Regions from separate parts of the Mus musculus genome. Here region 1 is linked to region 2. The links are chromatin contacts, called in public HiChIP or PLAC-seq maps. All regions are on one chromosome and are shown on one strand. Each heading gives the region's core, a stretch centred on a gene start, on an enhancer-like site or on the middle of the called end of the contact. The rest is flanking DNA. Distances are from core to core; before and after follow the strand shown. Region 1 overlaps Syt1 (synaptotagmin I). Region 2 overlaps Ppp1r12a (protein phosphatase 1, regulatory subunit 12A).

Region 1 (6,623 bases), core at 2,607-5,106, 290 kb after region 2:
GTCATCTAGGTGCAGAGAGATCATTTTTTTTGGCAAGGATCCTCCTGCATGTTTAAATAAGACTGTTGGTTTATAGTACTTGATATATCACTTGCTGTTTTTGAAGTACTAGTCGTCAACCTTCTAGAATTTGTGTGTCCTGGATATTTTTTTTTTAAAGATTTATTTATTTATTATATGTAAGTACACTGTAGCTGTCCTCAGACACTCCAGAAGAGGGCATCAGATCTCATTACGGATGGTTGTGAGCCACCATGTGGTTGCTGGGATTTGAACTCGGGACCTTCGGAAGAGCAGTCGGCGCTCTTAACCACTGAGCCATCTCGCCAGCCCGATATTTTTTAAATATATGGTAATTTAGACTATATCTACCACTATGAGCTTGGATTAGAGATCGTCCTCCAATATCATTTCCAAGGGAAACATAATAGGCAAGAAAAAAATCAGATACTAACTGAATATCATCCTAACAACATAGCCACCATAGCTAGATTTGGTCAGTTACTATAGTCTGGATAACTTTACTAGATAGCACTTTTCCCCCCCTTTTGTAGTGCTGTAGATTCAACCCAGGGATAATGCCTTAATATATTTCATTCAGTTCTTCTGATTTTCTATGATTCTAGTTCAGGCCATGTTAGTTCATGCTATATGTTCAATATTGGAATACAATGAATTGATTGATTTTAATTTCCTCATGGGGCCAAGACACAGTAGGCATTGTTAGATGATGGCCATCCGTGAGGGAATTAAGCAGTGTCTCTGGAGAGAACAGTTTACAGAACAGAGCTGCTGATCCATGGCCTGCGACACATGATAGACTGTGATACCTCCAGTGGGTCATAGGAACACTGAGAGAGGAACACTGATGGTGTCTGTCGCTGCTAATGATTAAATAACTCAGTCTCTTGAGTGACAAAAGGCATTTGCAGGACACAGGCAAGAAACACAGCCATCAGGGGCTGAAGGAAAACAATGTAGATAGGACAAGAGGTTAAAGGATGAGCTAGGATATTTCCTGAAGAATCCAACACCTTCTCCACTGCCAGTTACCAAACTGAAAAAGGAAGAGAAGCAGCAGCCAGATGAAGGTCTTTTCCTCACTTGTTGGAGGCCTGATTTCTGATGAGTAAGAGCCAATTAAACCCGCCCCGAGACGGTGGTCACCTGTGATCGCCTGTGATCGCCTGTGATCGCCTGTGATTACTACCTTCCCACTAGGAAGTCTCTGCTCACAGTTCCACACCTGTTCTTTTTGTCTGATATAAACTTGTAAATATCCACCTTCCCCCCCTCTTTTTGTGTTGTCATTGAAAAGCACACAAATTCCTTCTGGACACGATTTCCAGAAGAGACGAGGCACAGTGAAAGAACGGAGTGAAGAGCAGTTGCTCTGTGCCCATCAGGGCCTTTACTGGTATCCACCAAGGTGCTGAGATGTGTGCACGGTGGCATTTGCAGGCACAGTCGGATACCGTTACTTTGTCAAAATAATCTAGAGAGAGTATTAACTATGAGTCAACGGATGATTTTTGTGCAGAATCATGTTCTAGAACTGGGATTTTGGCCAACTGAGAAGACAGGATGCAGGCAGAGGGATTTGGTGGCATCAGCAGACTGGCTTGGCAACAAGGGTGGCACAAGGAGCTAGAACCAGCCATTTCCTTATCCTGGGACTCCTGCTCCATCCACTGACTCCCAAACCTTGGTCTCTTTGGTCTGTAGGGATAATGATACATATCTCATGGGATTATGCTTACCGTTAAACAAAACCAAATTAGCGAATGCTTAGCATTAGATTATAGTTTTGATTTTCTTAGTACCAGGAGCCCTCCACCCTTTTAAGGCGAAGATAAGCTGCTCTTGGTGTCTTTGATCATTCCTTTCTTTCACGGCATTAACTTTAGGATGGCTGGTATCTCTTAGAAGTTCTCAGTCCGAAATGAAAATGTCTTAGGAGATGGAGGGACTTCACAGGAAAGCCCCCAATCGTGACAGTTGGGAAAGTAGACCTTAACCCAGTCCTTTGAGCCTGCCTGGAGTCTCTTTTAGACCGTAAAAGAGGAAGGACCAGATAGGATCCACACTGCTTGCCATTCTTGGTTCTAGGTCAGAGCCGTGCTGTTCCAATACAGAGTGCTTACTTCTTCCAGACAGTGTTGTGTTTGCTTTAAGTCTCTTCTTTTGCAGCGTACACATCTCCAATTCCACAAATAGTTCCTTGGCTGACGCTGTGTCTGCCCTCTGCATGACCCCGATCTCCCGCTGCGCTTGCTTTAGAAAGTTAATGTCCCTCTAGTTAAATGTGTTACTAGGAATGAATGTAGCCTCCCTGGCCCCTCAGCACAGGGTGCAGGGGCTCCCGTGGCTGGAGACTCATCTTAAAAATGAATAATTCTAGTTGATAATCAGAGTCCACTATTGTTTTACATTTCAGGTTAAATCATTTTGAAATTTGACAAGGAGGGAAAGCCAAGGATCATGTAAACAGAGCAAACAAACAAAAAAAATGGCTTCGTCCCGACGAAAAAATGGCTTCGTCCCGACGACTCACCCAGGATGAAAAACAATCCATTGTGATGCCTTGCTTGCAAGCAAATATTAAGTTTTAGCATCTTTAATGATTAGCTCTACATGAATGTCAACTGGCAGCTATGAGTCAAAAATCTATATATGTTATGATATCTGGGGGAGAGTTTTAATAGATATTTCTCTATTTAAGTTAGCTTGTGGATAGTATTCTCTTACCTTTAACTCACATAATGAAGTTTAGTTCCCCGGCCCTGAACCCTATTGTGTGAATACTAAACATGTCTTTGTCCAGGGGAAAAGAATGCAGCCTTGATCATAATACATTTGTAGGGAGCTTTTCATTTGAGGATCTGGCTGAAATACACCTTGTAATTTTGTGTTTGCTGGCCTTAGCGTTATACGTTAACACTAGAGTCTACCACATAGTCACCAGGTTTATAGTTTCACAGAAAATGCTTCCTTAGCAACGCAAGGTTGATTTAACCTTGGGACTGGCTGGCTAGTTGTTTGAGAGAGACACAGTTCAAGAGTGCAGATGCGGACACCTTGGGCAGTTAGCTAAATAACACATCAAAGAGGGAAACGGAGAAGATCTTACCTCACCTCGGGACTCAGCAATACACAGGGTTTTTTGTTTTTTTTTTCCCCTCATAGTTCATATCTAAGTTCTTAGTAAATGCTTTAAAAGAACAGGCTTTTCTATTAGCAAGGTGAACAATTCACTTTAGATGAAGGCTAGAGGGGTGAGGCACAATCTAAGCAAAGAGTTCTTCCAAGGGTTGAATTGCTAGGATGGGCACAGCCCGAGGACAAGTGTGTTATAGAAAATGAAATTTCAGAGAGAAGAAAACAAGCTAAAAGAGGGTCAGAGGGTCATGAAAGGATGTGAGTTGAGATGTGTGCTATTCTTCTTTATTTTCCTCTCTCTCTCCCCACTCCCCATGTGGTTACAAAACAACATCTCGCAGTGACTGCGGACTCATTGAATCCAATTAGGTATTTATTAGCTGGGGCAAAATTATTAGGCAAGGCAACAGGGGGTTGCTCAGGGACTAGGCCCTGCCACTTCTAGTCAAATTGATGTTGTTCCTACAGATTCTAGCTCATTGGGTTGGTGGGGTGGGGTGGGGTGGGGGTGCGGGAGAGGCTCACTGTAGTGGGGAGGGGAGGTCTGGCTGTCAGATACCAACTTGATAATGAGGGCTGCACAGACTCTGTCCTTCCTTCCTTTCTTCTGCTTCTGGGCCAATTAACTGAGTTTGTCCTGGGCGTGCTATCATAAGAGAAGAATTTGGAAGAGAGCTCTGGAATCTTAGACAACAAAGTCACCGGCTTTGAGAACTGAGGCTATCACTCAAGTCTCCTCTCCATACCTATTGGTTTAACCAACCCTTAACTGAACCTATTTAAAAAAAAACAAGAACAAAAACTGCATTTGTACTTAACATAGAGAGACTTTCCCTTTTCTTCCTTCCGGTCCCCATTCCTTCAGCTGTACAACAGAGCTACTGTCAGCACATCATTTACATTATATCATGCTTGACAGGTATACCCACAGAGAATGGGAAGTGTACAGTGATCTGCAAGGACTAGATCACTTTGTATATAGAACTTGAACATTCTCAGCTTTTGGGCATACACTGGAGTTGAATGGGTTGGGCCTAGAAATAACTCCCAACAAGATACTGAAGAACAGTTATCCTGAGAAATACATCCTATCTTACTTCTTATAAAATATGCTGGGGATCATGGTTAAATGCTATCAAGAGAGGAGAGAACTTGCTGGGCTAGTTTCTGGATGCTGTCATAGCTGCTTCTCAGGTAATTAGGAGACATACATTAAAGTCCTGTATGTACTTCCTGCTCACCACAGACACATGGCTTAATTTTGCATATCGCTGAGTGATATAGTGTATGATATCTTGCTATTTTCAATCTCATTTGCTCTCATGGTTATGTAGAGAGTGAAAGGAGAAAAGACAGAGAAGGCTGGAAGAGCAGAGCAGATATCATGAGACCTATAAACGCTCATTAAAAGGTTACCTAGTAGGGATAGTTTAAAAAGCAATGCTGTGAGCCAATTTTGTATTTATTTTTCAGTAACTTCATTAGAGGATAATTCAATGACAAGCTGTCCAACCATATAAGGCATAGAACATTTCCATCACCCCCTTGTCTTCTCTGTAGCTTTAGATGCACACTGTCAAGTGTATCAAGTTTGTCTGTGTCCATTACAAAGTGTGGTTCCCTTGCTTGTATGGGATTTGCCCATTCATTTAGCAAAGTTGCTTTCACTTTTTTGAGTATTGTGAATAACGTTACTGTAAACATCCAATAACCATGCACATATGTGGCTAGCTTATAGACATGGTTATATCAGCTATGGAGGAACACACACACACACACACACACACACACACACACACACACACACACACACACACCTTGAATCAAGCTTTGGTATGAAAAAATATTAAAAGTTAACGAAGAATTTTCTCTTGCTTAGAATAATAGGCAGCTCTGTGATGCTCTCTACTTAGAACTTCCACCTAATGTTACCTCATCTGTGAACTCAGCAATGAAGCTGTGTTTAATATCCCAATTTTATGGATGAGCAGACCGAGGGGCTGAAAGGTCATGGGTTTTCCATTCAGGGTTTGCAATGCCAGTTTGTGTCTTTTCTGCTGCACCCTGGTGGCTCTCAGGAGAGGGTCTGTTCATGGCTGACTTGCATCTCCACTGGATGCCAAGGAGGCAGGGACAAACACTGGCATTTTCAGACACCTACTTATTATTAGGCTCTGGCCTGTAATGACTGTTAAACCGTGCCGTAGGCATGCATCTTGGCGAGCAAGGTCAGGCCACATAGAAAGCATTCTATAAAGTTAAATTCCTGTCGGGAAGCTTTTAAGGTGTTTATATTTTAATGATGTTATTAAAATGAAAGTTCAGACTTGCATAATTCATGTGTTCAGTGCCTCTTTTAAAATCCCTGTCACTGATCTTTTTTTTTTTTTCCATTTTCTTTTCTTTTTTAAATTTCAGTGAGATTCTTAAAGTACAAACAGGTATTTCAAGGAAGAGTAAGATAGATCTCTAGTTATACTGGGTGGGAGCTTCTCCCGTGTTGAAATCTTAAGGCTAGGTTCACTCTCAGGGTTTCTCCTGTGTCATAGACAGCACTACAAGAACCAAGTTGTTTTCAATGCAAACAACCCATACTAACAACAGCTTACAAATTTATGGCTCGATAATGTCTAAGAATTGGGACAGTCTCTGGAAAATGTCTTTGGCTTTGTAAGGGTTTATTTATTTATTTATTTATTTTTGTATTTTTTACTTCCAGTGTCTGTCGCAGGTTTATTTAGATTGCTATCAACAATGCTGCTAGATTGAGTGCATTCTAATGGGTTTAAATTGCTACAAATGCAGTTGATGAAAGTCTAGAAATTTACAAGTTGATCACCAGATTTTCTTTCTTTCTTTTCTTTTTCCTTTTTTCTTTTTTCTTTTTTTTTTTCTTGGTAGAGGGGCAACTCTTTGCAATCAACAGAGGTTGTCTTTTAAGCAACACTCCCCCCTCCCCCCCCTTAGGTTTTGAACTTAGGGTAATTGCATCTTACTTTAAAATCCCCCCTTATTTAATGCATAATGAGACTGTATAAATGCAACGTTTTATTTTTCAGCAACAGGAGCTTGGTTGCAGAGGCAGTAGCAGCAAGCAAACTGAAGGATGTTAGAAGGATGAAGGTTTTCCCATTGCCTGCCTTTCTCTCGGTGATACTTAGGGACTCTTTCCATCTCAGGGATACTGAGAAAAGCTTGCTTTCAATCTGTTGACTTGGCTTGATGACCAGGAGGAGTTGAAACTTATTTATTTGTTTATTTATTTATTTTTACATTTCTTCCTATCCAAGAGTTCATAACTTGATTTAAATATTGTTTAGAAACCTTTGGTCAAGACAGTTTTCTAAATAGAGTTTTATTGGTAAGAAAATTACTAAACATATGATAATATATCCAGAGAAAGATGCTATACAAGCAGCAGATGCAATGACTGCTTACCAGATATGGCTTGGAAGAGCTCTGTT
Region 2 (7,221 bases), core at 3,660-6,159:
GTGTGTGTGTGTGTGTGTGTGTGTGTGTGTGTGTGTGTGTGTGTGTGTACACATATATAACATGTCACATAATTAATAGTATAAGATAATGATACCCTTATCAGCACCTCAGAATTATGCTTATGAAATTAGAATTTCAAATTTTAAACATTTCACTGAAATAGTTTGTAATTAGACCATTATTTTTAATTAGCTTTGAAAAATAGAAGCAAGTCTCTTGTATTTTGATATATATTGCCTAGCTTGATGTGGAATTTTAGCAGTAAATTGTTTACTGTTCTAAATGTGTTGGAGTATTCTTTTAAATTTTCAGTTTTTTAGCTCATTTCCTATGATTCTATCTGTTCTTATTGTACCTTTGAGTATTTCCTTATTTTTTATTCTTATTTCTTTATGTTCTGATTCCTGCAGAGCCTGCACCAAATAAACCAAATTGAGCCTCTGAGGGAGCTAAATGAGAGGCTGCTGGCTGAGAATAGGGCCTTGACCAGAGTGGTAGCCAAGCGCTCAGGGTTCTGTAGGCATCTGCAGCCTGTGAGCCTGTAATTCATAGTCTCTTCATTGCTCCTTGGTAGACCAGGCGGGTGTGTCTGTTAGTAAGCGTGTTTTCGTAAAAGCTCACAACTACAAATTAATACATGTGTGTAGAACTATCACATACATAACTGTTTAACTCTGCATGGCTTCTCAGAACTTTAAAATTATCACTAATTGTATATCACAACTGATAAACCACAGTAAAATTAGGGACTGGGTTAGGAATTAAGACTCCTCTGCCCACTCAGATTTCTTTTGCTTCAAACATAATTTAGATATATCTACTATTTATTGTCATTTATGAAATACAAAGTAACATCCAAATTAACCTAAAGATTGGGCCAACTATGTCTGCCTTAGAAAATAGTGTCACTTGTGCTCAGTTCATCCTATCTTCACTGTCCGTTACAGTCCCGATGGCAGCCTCGAGGCTCTGGATTACCCCTGGACACTGAGCTCAGGGAGAACTATGTGTGGCTCTCTGTAGGGGTCACTCTTCTCGTAGGTGTGGCTGGCATGAGTAGTGTTGCAAGTTCCATTTTTGCTCTCCCTAATATACCAGTGTCACAGGACATTCTGAAAACTAAAAAAAAAGAAAGAAAAAAAAAGAATTAAATACTTCTGGAAAATACATCTTAATGTCCAAAATAAAAACTATTTCATTTCCTAGTCAGTCTGCCAAAGTGCATAGTTTCAGTTGCCCTCAGTAGAAAGTTAATGTAGTTTCTAACATCACCCTCGCCTTCAATTTGTCTGTGCAGCAAGAGAATATTGAATTGTTTTTTTTTAAATATATACTACTCTATATACATTGATGATTTCCATTTAATGCGTGCCTCTCTTTGATCAGACACTATTAGGCCATCAGACTTGGGTCCTGTAGATGAGTTCTTTAAGAAATGCTATTATATTCAGAAGGAGTCCTGGCTTTTGTAGTTAAGCTGGGGTCTTTGTTTAGTGGTAGTGTCCTCTGGCTTAGTGCTGTCAGGAGCTAGGGAAGGAGCTTACGATACAATTCTGCCTAACAACAGGCTCCATTTCACGGCTGCTCTAATACAACATGCTTGCGAGTCAAAATCCAGTAGTCTAGTGGACTCAAGCGGATAATTTTGAGAGTTAAACTTTCATCCCATCGTTTATCAAACTAATTAGCTTATAAGCAGTGTTTTCTCCTTCTGGTATATGTCTTAGGCTTTAGAAACACATTAACTGACAAAGCTTGGTCATGTGTTTTGTGGTGACTTTGTGACATTTGTGCAGAAGCTCGCTTTGTCCTTTGTACTGAAATGGAACTCTTCCCTTGTATTGTTTGTCTCCTCATAGATGTTACCAGACTTAAAGGCAGACAACCAGAGGCTAAAGGATGAAAATGGAGCCTTGATCAGAGTTATAAGCAAACTTTCCAAGTAGGACAGGAGGCAGAGAAGCAAAGCAGCAGGACTTGCACACTCCCCAGTGGACCACAGTGGCAGTCACTGGACGCCGGAGGAAAGAACTCACGGGAGACTGTCATTTTCCGATATCCTGCCAAACGCCCTCTTATCTAGGAGTTTTGTTTCGTTTAATTTTCTGCCCACCCCGTTGGTTATCAAGACCATTGTTTCATGTTAAAGCAGCTGCTGAGAAGATTTTTTTTCAATGACTGAGAAAACTTGTTTACAGCTCCAGCAAATAAAGAAAGTGTTCAAGGCCAGATATGCCTCAGATATTTAACCCGTAAGCCTTAGTTGTATATAAATACTTTTGTGTCAACAAAAACTTCCAGCTCTCACAGAAGACAGTTAGTCAACAGGTTTTTTTGTTGTTGGGTTTTTTTTTTCTTTTTCTTTTTCTTTTTTCTTTTTGATGTGCCACAGTTTCTAGTTTCTCAATATTTAAATTGTTTGCTTTCCATCTGAGTTTGGGTTTGTATTTTTTTTTTCCTTCTAACTCTTCATGTGTCAGAGTCTCTCTATGTTCACAGCCTTCTCATTTACAGAAAACTTGGCTCTTCTGAGCGTCTTGTCACGTGTTAGGCTGACGTGTTCTCTCCCACCTGGAACTGAATTGTGGTGGGACACTTGCTGTCACTGTTTGTGCAATACGCATTTATTTCTTACATGAGTGCTTTAACGTCCATTGAAATTTGATCTTTCCAGTCCTATCTTCTGCCCTCATCTGTCACTTTTTGTTTTTTATTGTAGTATAAGATGCTAGATGCTGTACTTTTCACATTCATTTTAGCAGGTACTGAGTGACGCTGTATATATAAATAAGTGTATTGTTTTGATTTTTAGACCACCACATGGCATGCTTGACTATTTTCTTAATTCAGATGTCTGCAGTGCACAGTGGGCTACTCCATAAAGGTCTTTAGAGCAGAGCTCGCTCACAGTGGGCAGGAGGACCTGAAAGATTCTGCGGTTTATGGGACCTCCCCTTCCAAGCTTTTCTACTGTAAACTGCTTTGCTTTTTTTTTCATTCGGTAGTAGTCAGACCTGATTACAAAGTAGAGAATCGCTTCACATTTCACACGCCTATATTTATCTGAGTGCTGTCTGAAACTGTTGTGCTAGCCACAGTAGTGCTAGGAGATCCTTTGCAGACTTAAATCTGTGAGTGGTGTTAAGTGCACTGTTATTGCCATGTGAGGGGGCATCAACTCTGATCCCACCACCATGTTCAGACCGTTTTTATACATTTCAGTGGCCTTTTTTTAAGGAAAAAACTAAGCAAAATGAAGTCCATAATGAAAGTGGCTTTTATTTGGACAAATAACTTTTATATTTTCATCAAACCATGCAAAAAATATATATATATTACATCTTCCTGGCACATAACTGTCTCCTTAACCATTGAACAGTTCAGCCATTCGAATAAATTGTACATTTAAAGCGTATAGTAGCTGACTGTATTATTGAGTGTATTGTATACTATATTAAATGTGAATTTGTACCCTTCCATTTTAAAAGGTCATTGTGTTCTACTGCCTATTTTAGATTACTTCGGGGATGGGAAAGGGTGTTTTGGTAAGTAGAATTTAAGTCCTCTCTCTTGATTGGTTTTATGAGGATATAAGGTTATACTCTTACTACCAAGCTCAGGATTCTTTTAAAGGTACAAGGATAGGTGTGAGGATTTATTTTTGGTTATATTTGAACTGTATGAATGGTGGGTCTGAAAACAGAGTATTTCACGGTCTAGTGAGGAGGTAAACTATGCGGCTAGTTGATCAGTGTGAGTGACTGCAGCGTGTTCTGGGTGCACAACAGTTAGGCATGCTGTGGTTTGTATCTGTGAAGTCTGGATGCCTGAGAAGAATGAGTAAATGCGTGTTTCTAATATTTTAGTGTTTTGTATTTAGGTTATTTATTCTTTGTATCTAAAGTTGAACAGCTACTGTGCTATATTGACTTTATTGGTAGGACTGAGCAGACCTTATTTCTGCATGAAACTAGTTGCAAAACCCACTATTTTGGAAATAAAAATGTATTTTGACATATACAAATAAAATGAATAAAACTATTTTAAATGTGTGAACTTTTAATGAAAACAGTTTAAATCTTGTTCTGAGATATTTAAATTCTGCATGGGTATTTTTTCACTAAATGCTTTACTTGGATAACAGTTTGAATAATTTTTGAAATTGTAATATTGTGATAATTTGCACAGCAATGTACATGCTCATCTGTAAATGCGAACTTAACTGCCATATTTATGCAATCTGTGTACCAATTTGGACAAATGTTTATGTATTTTACATAAAGCTGTCTGTATGCAGAATCTGAGAGCTAGTTTTTTTATGCCAAGTGGACAAAAATAATGGTAATTAAGATTCAAGATAGTTGCTTTGTAGCATGAGATTCCATTTCCATAAACATTTGCAGTGTTTAAAAACTAAACTTCTGGTTTTTTCCTTAGCTCTAGACTCAGGCATAAGAACATACACAAAGATACTATTCCACTGAAATTTTAAATCCTTTCCACTACCATTATTTTCCATCTTGGGTTTCTCGAGGGTTCAGTCCACCCGCACAGCTCGAGGTGGCTGAGTTGCGCTTTTAACTTCTCATGTGGGCCTTTGGGCAGGAACCTGAAGTAAACCATGTTCTTTTCTCTGGATTTCCAGCACTTTGTGTATTTTTGTTCACAGCATTGTCTGGGTTGCTCTTGTTTTTAAAATGAAGAAAAACATTTCAGATACGACTGTCTTGAAAGCCAAGGGAAGGGGAGAGAGAATCTGCAGACGCATCTCAGAGAAGATGCCCGTGAAGAGTGATGTGGGGGTCGCTCATCACTGGGCTTCTTTTACCCAAAACTCTATTTCCACGGCCGGGCCTGGAAGCACGTGCCTACAAGCTGAGCAACTGAACAGTACAGGCTGGAAGGTCCATCGAGTGTTCAAGGTTTTTCTTAACTACACAGCAGGCCTGAAGCCAGCCTAGACGACAGGAGGCCCTGTCTCAGATAAGCAAGAGAGAAAATACATTGTATTGCCATTTAGTCTTCCTGGCTAGTCTTCCTTACCTGAGACAGCCATGGCTTCTGATGCCAAGAGAAAATGTGCAGAAAGCCAGATTCTTCTCTTTGCTTTACGTTCTTTTTAACTTTTATTCTTTTCTCATAAATTGAAACTGACATTAACTGACAGTCAGTTTCCCCTCTCTCCATTTCCCCCAGTCTCTCCCTCCTCCCTTCTCCCCAAGGTCAGCTCCTCTTCTGTTTCCCTTCCAGAAAGAAAAAAGGAGCAGAGGTCCCAGGCATATCCACTGCGCGAGGCCTGGCAGTAAGACTAGTTACATATCCTCATATCAAGGCTGGGTGAAGCAGCCCAGTAAGAGGAAAGATTTCCACGTTGGAAATACCACAGAACACCAAGCCACACAACCATCACATACATGCAGAGGACCTAGCTCAGACCCATACAGGATCTTGTGTTTTTCATTTCAGTCATCATGGTGTCCTTGACCAATCTGGCTCCCACAGTCCTCCTTCCCCTCTGTGGAGTCTCCCTGGCTCCTCCTTGTGTTTGGTTGTGAAGGTCCCTCTTTCCTAAAGGCCACATAGCTCTGTGGACTTTCTTTGACCTTATATGTAGCACACAAAGCAAATGCTAGGAGCAGGTATTAACTGTCCACCAGACCTGTCTTCCCATAGAAAACTTATTACAAAGGTAAAAGATAGCTGATAGTCGGGGCTGGTGAGATGGCTCAGTGGGTAAGAGCACCCGACTGCTCTTCCGAAGGTCCGAAGTTCAAATCCCAGCAACCACATGGTGGCTCACAACCATCCGTAACGAGATCTGACGCCCTCTTCTGGAGTGTCTGAGGACAGCTACAGTGTACTTACATATAATAAATAAATAAATAAATCTAAAAAAAAAAAAAAAAAAAAAAAGATAGCTGATAGTCTTTTCTATGACTCTGTTTTCTGCTATGTAAGTGTTTCCTGAATACAGATGTGCAGCAGGGATAACATACATATAAGTAATACTGTGCAGAAATACTAGGATTAGAATGACATATTACTTATTTTCTTCCAGTATCACCATACTAAATTGTTTGGTTTTGGAAAGCATCTCTGCCTAATTTCCATGTAAATGGCAGTGTCTTTTCTGGAGTAAATAATACATGTTACATTGCTATTTTGTGCCTACAAAATAACCAGATTACAAAGTACTAAAACTGTGTGCCTGTGTGTGTGTGTGTGTGTATGAACCCAAAGTCCAGAAGGGCTAAATTTTATTTCTGTAATGTGATAACCTATAGCATTTGAGTGGTAGATTTATGTGTGTAGTACTCAAACAGCTAGTTGATTCCTTGATGCAGATTCTGAACTTGGCCAAAAGTAAATAATGCTTGTAAAAGATTTCATATTCCTGTGTAGGGGAAAAAAAAGATTCTTGATTTTTTTTTTTTGTTTGTTTGTTTGTTTTTGGTTTTGTTTTTTTTCAAGACAGGGTTTCTCTGTGTAGCCCTGGCTGTCCTGGAACTCACTCTGTAGACCAGGCTGGCCTCGAACTCAGAAATCCGCCCGCCTCTGCCTCCCGAGTGCTGGGATTAAAGGTGTGCGCCACCATACCTGGCAAGATTCTTTTCATAGTCTTCCAAAAGAATTTTTTTTCAGCTGTCAGTTGAAGCTAACGTTCCATGGTAAGATGGGCAATTTTGATAGTCGTGGTATGTTTTCTTGTCAGTGACCATGTGTGTAGAATGCCAAATATATAAAAAGAAAAATAGCATTTCTATAAGCTCATAGGAGACACACATACACACACACTGTAGGACTCAAAACCAGCCTCCCTGAGGCTGTGTTAGACAACATCAGGACCTTTGGCCTACTTTGTCATGGTTCTTGGACTGTGATCAGATCGTTCCTGATCAGATTGTACCTAGCCCGTAGTTTTTAATAAATGTGTCTTACTTGGGCTCTAGCGTAGTTATAGTGCACCTGAAAGAATGTGTATTAACCTAATTTTAAGTGTATTGCTACCCTGTCCAACAATGAAAAGAGCTACTGTGATAACTCTATAGTCCAGGTTAGTGCTTTAATGTCCCTCAGCGGTTAGAATGTGGACCAGAGAGATGTTCAGAGGGTAAAGTGCCTCACAGGCAGGAACACCTGCGTTCTATCTTGAGAACCCACGTAAAAGGCCAAATATGGTGCCACTTGTTATCTCAGAGCTGGAGAGGGGACTTCAGGGA

The links. HiChIP or PLAC-seq counts read pairs in DNA pulled down with a chosen protein or histone mark.
Region 1: an H3K27ac HiChIP or PLAC-seq map of embryonic stem cells shows a contact between it and region 2, with 7 read pairs. The contact joins two enhancer-like sites. A contact is called at or near these places in 1 of 484 Hi-C or Micro-C datasets (embryonic stem cells), 9 of 115 datasets of contacts at active chromatin or transcription factors (all in embryonic stem cells) and 1 of 9 other capture datasets (pancreatic islet).

Annotation. Positions count from the first base shown.
Region 1 is chr10:108,566,110-108,572,732 of GRCm38.p6, forward strand. The region is part of intron 9 of Syt1 (synaptotagmin I); the gene reads right to left. Among named protein-coding and RNA genes, the nearest start is that of Gm36601, 110 kb to the left of the region's middle. Within about 2 kb of position 3,857, at least 55 of the 459 cell types and tissues checked have an H3K27ac peak or open chromatin away from gene starts, as enhancers often do. A contact at or near this core is called in embryonic stem cells, where this site is marked.
Region 2 is chr10:108,275,347-108,282,567 of GRCm38.p6, forward strand. It overlaps Ppp1r12a (protein phosphatase 1, regulatory subunit 12A), which reads left to right. Exons shown (of 25, transcript NM_001368736.1): 25 at 1,861-4,639. The coding sequence ends at 1,947. Among named protein-coding and RNA genes, the nearest start is that of Pawr, 53 kb to the right of the region's middle. Within about 2 kb of position 4,910, at least 8 of the 459 cell types and tissues checked have an H3K27ac peak or open chromatin away from gene starts, as enhancers often do. A contact at or near this core is called in embryonic stem cells, where this site is marked.